2 separate regions of the Mus musculus genome follow, and region 2 is linked to region 1. The links are chromatin contacts, called in public Hi-C maps. All regions are on one chromosome and are shown on one strand. Each heading gives the region's core, a stretch centred on a gene start, on an enhancer-like site or on the middle of the called end of the contact. The rest is flanking DNA. Distances are from core to core; before and after follow the strand shown.

Region 1 (2,700 bases), core at 149-2,648:
GCGCTGAAGAAAGATTGACATATTTTGAGACTGACACTGCAGGTCAAACTCTTTCATGCTCATTGATAGAAAAGCCTTTGACAATCCCTTTTCCAATAACACCCAACAATGATCTGAAAGCACCACATGCAAGTGGGCGAGATTTCAGAAACGTCAGGTGGTTCATCGTTAAGAACACTAATCAACAAGGCCGGGTGTGGTGGCGCACACCTTTAATCACAGTACTCGGGAGGCAGAGGCAGGCGGATTTCTGAGTTTGAGGCCAACCTGGTCTACAAAGTGAGTTCCAGGACAGCCAGGGCTATACAGAGAAACCCTGTCTCGAAAAAAACAAAAACAAAAAAGTATTTTTAAAAATCAAGAAGAAATTGTAATTATCTTCATAAATGCAGATGTTTGATAAAGTCAAAATATTCACAGTTTGAAGAACATTTTAACCTATTTCAGTAAAAAATTACCTCTCTAGATTAAAAAAAAAGAATTAATAGAAAATATCAACAAAAGGTTTTCTTACCTGAAATATTAACAGCACCTCTGTTAAGGTTAAATTGAAGCATTGCCCTTATAGATCTTAGAAACATATAGTATAATAAGTCATATTAAATATATAGTTAATGGATGTGTTGGTTATAATCACAGGGTATAAGTCCCTATGAAAATATAACTGATATTCAGGTAGGTGTGAAAATAATAAAACAATGAAGAATGCAAGAATAGAAATGAAGAACAGGCTAAAACAGCCCTGCCAAGGAAGGAAGAGGCCAGTGAACTCGTGCTTGTGAAAATGAAGAACTTACCCACCAAAGAATGCAATTCACAATAACGATGGCAGGGACCATACAGCCACATGTTTGGCATGACACTGAACTCACAAAGGCATCAACTTAAAATTGACTGAAGACTTCAACATAAGATCTCAGATCACAGAAGAGACTGGGGAAAGCTTCTCTAGTCTTGTTCTGGCTGTAATATCTAAAGCTCAGAATGTAACAACAAACAGCCACAACTCTGTCACATTCACGACATGGAGCGAACCAACGACACAGAGGAAAGAGTTGCAGGCCAGATGTCAGGAAGGTCACTATTGCAGGTGCAAGAAATGCCTATCTCTCAATAGAAAGAAAAACTCAGCTTAAAAATGGCTAAAGATACAAGTACGCATTTCTCCAAAGGAGACCTGAAAATTCCCCAGATTTTAATATTGCCACCAGACTGAATTTTTTAAACACTAAAGAAGACTAAACACAGACGCCTGTTGATTAGACTAGCCGGTGAACTCTGCCCTGACCATGAACTTGGATGGGGTTTGCACAGGAGCCCTGGGTTACAGAGTTGGGGCCTCAGGATCTGTGTGTCTCATAGCTATCTGTATGAAGTGGCTCTTCCCGCTCACCCACAGATGACTCAAGGTTCTTGGAACAGGCCGTGTCGATGGACTCAGACTGACTTAAACAGCTGCTGCCTAAGAGATGTCTCCTCTCCTTCCCTCCTCTCATGGCCACCGTTGTCCATCAGAACCCAGCCGGGATGTCAGTCCTGTCACACTGCCTTGACTCTCATACTCTCATGGAGGAAAAGTCATATTCACTGTTTCTTTGCCTCTTCTTGTTTTGTGAGCTCCTTAAAATCAGTTGGAATAGAATTAAGGTTGTTCGTCTGATGCAGAGGAAGCCAGTCCCTACAGAAGCACATGAAAAGTAAGAGGAAGCAGTCTAAGATATATCTTGTATTAAGATTTTAGGACCAGGAAATGCCTCTCTGGGAATCCCATCATCTCAACAGGTACAGGGAGAGCAAGGGTGTCTTTTTGGCTCATGCATAGTTTTTGGCCCGTGGCTTTGGAGGTTGATCAGATATGTCATGTCATACTGACCCTTTGTCCAGGATACTATAGTGATAATGGCATTTACACGTGCACGCGCGCGCGCGCGCGCACACACACACACACACACACACCCAGAGTCCCAAGCACACCAGGTTCATTCTCACCAGCAGGAAATATCTGTTTCTTTCATGTCAAACGCTTCCTCCCCAGCTTTCCACTTGATTGTGTCTTCTTCCTTCTCTCTTTAGATTCAATGCCACCTTGTCCCAAAGACCTTCCAATATCATGCCCAAGGAAACTTTGCTCTGGATTCTCCATTGCTCCAGTCTATATGATGCTTCCGGCATACATGACCTGAAGGTATACTGCAAGTTTCATGATTCAATTCCTGATCCTTGAGGGGATAACCACCTAGTGAAAGAGGGTGATTCTTAAAAAAAAAAAAAAAAAAGCAAAAACAAAAACCCCTCAGCTTACCCCGCTGGTCCAGGCTGTAATAGTTAACACTGACTGTCGCCTTGCCAGCATCTGGAACCATCTAGGAGACAAACAGCAGTGCATATCTGTAAAGATTTTCTGGATTGAGCGAGTCAGTGTGGAAACAACCATCTGAAATGTGGGCGTCTCCATGGGGTGGGGGTCCAGGGCTGAATGAAAGAGGTGAGAGTAAACTGTGTTCGCTCCTCTGAGCTTTCTGACTGTGGACGCACTCTGACGAGCTGCCTCATGCTCCTGCCGCCGTGCCTTCCCCACAGTGATGGACTATGAACTATGGGGTGAAGTCAACCCTTCTCAAAATTGCTTTTGTCATTTCCCCCCATCCCCACAGGAACAAAGAAAGTGACTAATACATCAGCATGGTTGACGAAGTAGAT
Region 2 (2,915 bases), core at 248-2,747, 88 kb after region 1:
ACCACAGCAGGAGGAGAGCCACCACACTGATAAGGCACAAAATCACAAGGGATGCAGAGCAGCCTTGTGAGTCTCAGTAGCTCTTGGGTGGGACATGTGGCATATCTGTTGGATCTTAAAAATGGTTTTAAATGTTGGGCTAATATTGTGAACCTTAACAGGTAGGATCCCTGGTATGTCCCCGAGAAGAGAATTGTGTGAGTAATCTTGGGTTTAAGAGAGCCTTTTTTGGGGGGTAGTGAATTTGTTTGTTTATTATTGAGGCTGTCCAAGGGGGGCCTTGATCTTGATATGTATTAGATTATTCCTTATGATCTTCAGGCTGCCACCTCCTCCACCCCTTCTGGCTTCTCCATCTTCCGAGCTCTGGGATCATAGACACATGTGTCAGTGTGTCAGGTTTTTGTGGTGTCTCCATTGCTCTGCAACTTAGCCCCTTACTTAAGACAAGGATTCTTAGGGGGTGACCCCAGAGCTGCAATGTCAGCATCATCTTGGGAGTTCCTTTGCTATGCAAATTCCTGGGCCACGTTCCAGCCCAGAAATACACTCAATCAGAAACACAGCGGACCGTTTTCAATGAGCCTCCAGGTGATGGTGGTTGGCATGCACACTCACGGACTGTGGACTGGAAGAGGAGAGCGGCATGCCTTTCCCATGAGTCACCTGATAGGACTTGGATTTATTGCTTTCAGGTGTTTTAAGTCGAGGGTAATTCAGCCAGCGGCATGTTAACACATTGCCCACAGCATAAAGAGAGAGTAAAATTTATCCCTCCACCCGAAGCTCATACTAAAGTGGTCTCCTCCTTCTTTGTTGCATTCCATGCAAGTGATACAAAACACACGCTGACCTCAACTATTTTCTAAGAAATTTGATAGGGGAAAACAACAAACCCGGGGACTCCACCTCTCCCTAGACGCTGCCGCTGTTTCTAACTGGCTTGAGCACTTGTGCCTGGCTGCTTGTGCTCTGGAGGTATCTGATGTCTCCGTGCCAGTGTAGCCCCCAGAAACACCAGCTCGGCTTCGGCTTTCCGCAGGGCTGTCTCGCAGAGAGTTCTTGATGGGGTATGCCTGAGATGCTGGCGAGAGTCTAACACAGGAATGCTGGCTCTGCTGGCTCTGCTGGCTCTGTTGTTCACACTGGCCAGGCTTGGCAGGACACCTTTCTTTAGGTTCTGCTGAATTACTTTTCTCACTCTGGTCGAAAAGCAGCTTAAAGGAGAACCAGTTTATTTTGCTTCATGGCTTAAGGGGTGGGGATGGGGGTGGGGGTAGGGGTACGGCTGGGAGTGGGGAACAGTCCTTCCAGATGGCGAATACAAGAAGGCAGGATCTTGAGGGAGCTGGTTCTTAGGAATGGTCCCTTCTCTGTTAGGGAGCAGAGAATGAAGTGAGACCGGAAATGCTTTCATAAAACCTCAAGGCCAGCCTACAGTAACCCACTTCCTCCAGTGAGGCTTCACCACCTACAAGGTTCCACAACCCTCCCTAACAGCGCCACCAGCTGGGGCCGTGTTCAAACACAGGAGCCTAAGAGATGTGTCTCATTCAAATCATCACAAGCTCTAAATTGTGCTCACAGTGCGCCAGCCGGGGCTCTACGGCCTGGTGCCTCAGAGTCTTGATATAGAAGGCACGCTATTGTAGCATTGCCAGGGCTAAGCCAGTGCCTCTACTCCCCGGAGGGGTCATTCGACACTCTAGTCTCGGGAAAATCACTATCCCCGTGAGTGAGCTCTGCTTTTCCAACACATTATTTTGTTTCATAGACGACTTATGAATACAATCAAACACCCCTAGTACCTGAAAGAACGCATAAGTCATAAATAACTTCCTTTGTGTTCTTTGCCGAGAAATACCACCTAGCTTCCTCAATCCCACAGAGGTGGGCCACGCATTCCTTACTGGCCATCTGGAACAGTGGAAACCTTCAGACTGTGGAGAAGTCAGCCACACCCACATTTCCAAACACGTCGTTAGACCCCAAAGCAGAAGGCTCGTGATTACACCCCACAATCAGCTCTGAGGCTCTGAACAGACCACCCATCTCTCGCTACACATGGTGGTAACTGCTGTGGGTGTTACTTAGCTCTTCCAACATGGAAGTATATTATATATACTAGATAATACAGTATAATATAGAAAATATTCCATGTAGAGCTATTGTGGGTTTGTAAAATGAGTTACATTATAGATCAAGGATTGTGAACTCCAGTATTAAGTTGGTTTTCTATTTCTATTAAAAAAAAAAAAGGAAGGAAGGAAGGAAGAAAGAAAGAAAGAAAGAAAGAAAGAAAGTCTAAGTAAAAGACCAGTAAGATTGCCCAATGAACAAAAGTGCTTGCTGCCAAGACTGATGGCCTAAGTTTGGTCTCCCAACTCTCAAAGTTGCCTTCTGACCTCCACTCATAGTCTGTGGACACACACACACACACACACACACACACACACACACACTTCACTTCCTTCTTGTTAGGAGCTCACAAGGCATCTATCTGATATGTACCCCAAAATCGTGGCAACCATCATTCTAGAGCTCCAGGTCCCGTATGAGATCTCTGCCACACAGAGAGACAGATCTTTGGGGACAGGAAGCCAAGATTAAACCTCTGTCCTCTGTAAGAACCAAAGAGCCTTGATTAGCTTGCAGGTGGAGAGCTGGAAGACTGCTGGAGTTTACATTAGGCGAAAACTCACAGTGCATAAAAGAGCAGTGACAATTTCTCTACTCCTCAAGGACCAGGGTCTGTTACTATATAATTTTTCTTTTATCAGAAAAGCTCCTGGCTGCAGGCTACGCACCCTGATACTCCATGATAGCCCCGAGATTACTCCATGGCTCCCTGGGAGTGCTTCAGCCACTTCTGGGCGTTCAGTGGCACATATCTCATTTGGGGGCTGTGCTAGACT

Evidence for each region. A called contact is a pair of places that touch in the nucleus more often than the background predicts.
Region 2: a contact with region 1 is called in a Hi-C map of muscle stem cells, with 2.7 times the contacts expected there. The contact joins two enhancer-like sites. A contact is called at or near these places in 2 of 15 datasets of contacts at CTCF or cohesin (CD8 T cells and pro-B cells), 13 of 484 Hi-C or Micro-C datasets (CD4 T cells, CD8 T cells, Th1 cells and 7 more), 5 of 115 datasets of contacts at active chromatin or transcription factors (CD8 T cells, the HPC-7 cell line, extraembryonic endoderm stem cells and 1 more) and 1 of 9 other capture datasets (adipose tissue).

Annotation. Positions count from the first base shown.
Region 1 is chr9:116,295,108-116,297,807 of GRCm38.p6, forward strand. No RefSeq gene overlaps it. Among named protein-coding and RNA genes, the nearest start is that of D730003K21Rik, 31 kb to the right of the region's middle. Within about 2 kb of position 1,399, at least 17 of the 459 cell types and tissues checked have an H3K27ac peak or open chromatin away from gene starts, as enhancers often do. A contact at or near this core is called in CD8 T cells, Th17 cells, Th2 cells and 1 more, where this site is marked.
Region 2 is chr9:116,382,919-116,385,833 of GRCm38.p6, forward strand. No RefSeq gene overlaps it. Among named protein-coding and RNA genes, the nearest start is that of Gm31559, 8.5 kb to the right of the region's middle. Within about 2 kb of position 1,498, at least 220 of the 459 cell types and tissues checked have an H3K27ac peak or open chromatin away from gene starts, as enhancers often do. A contact at or near this core is called in CD8 T cells, Th17 cells, Th2 cells and 1 more, where this site is marked.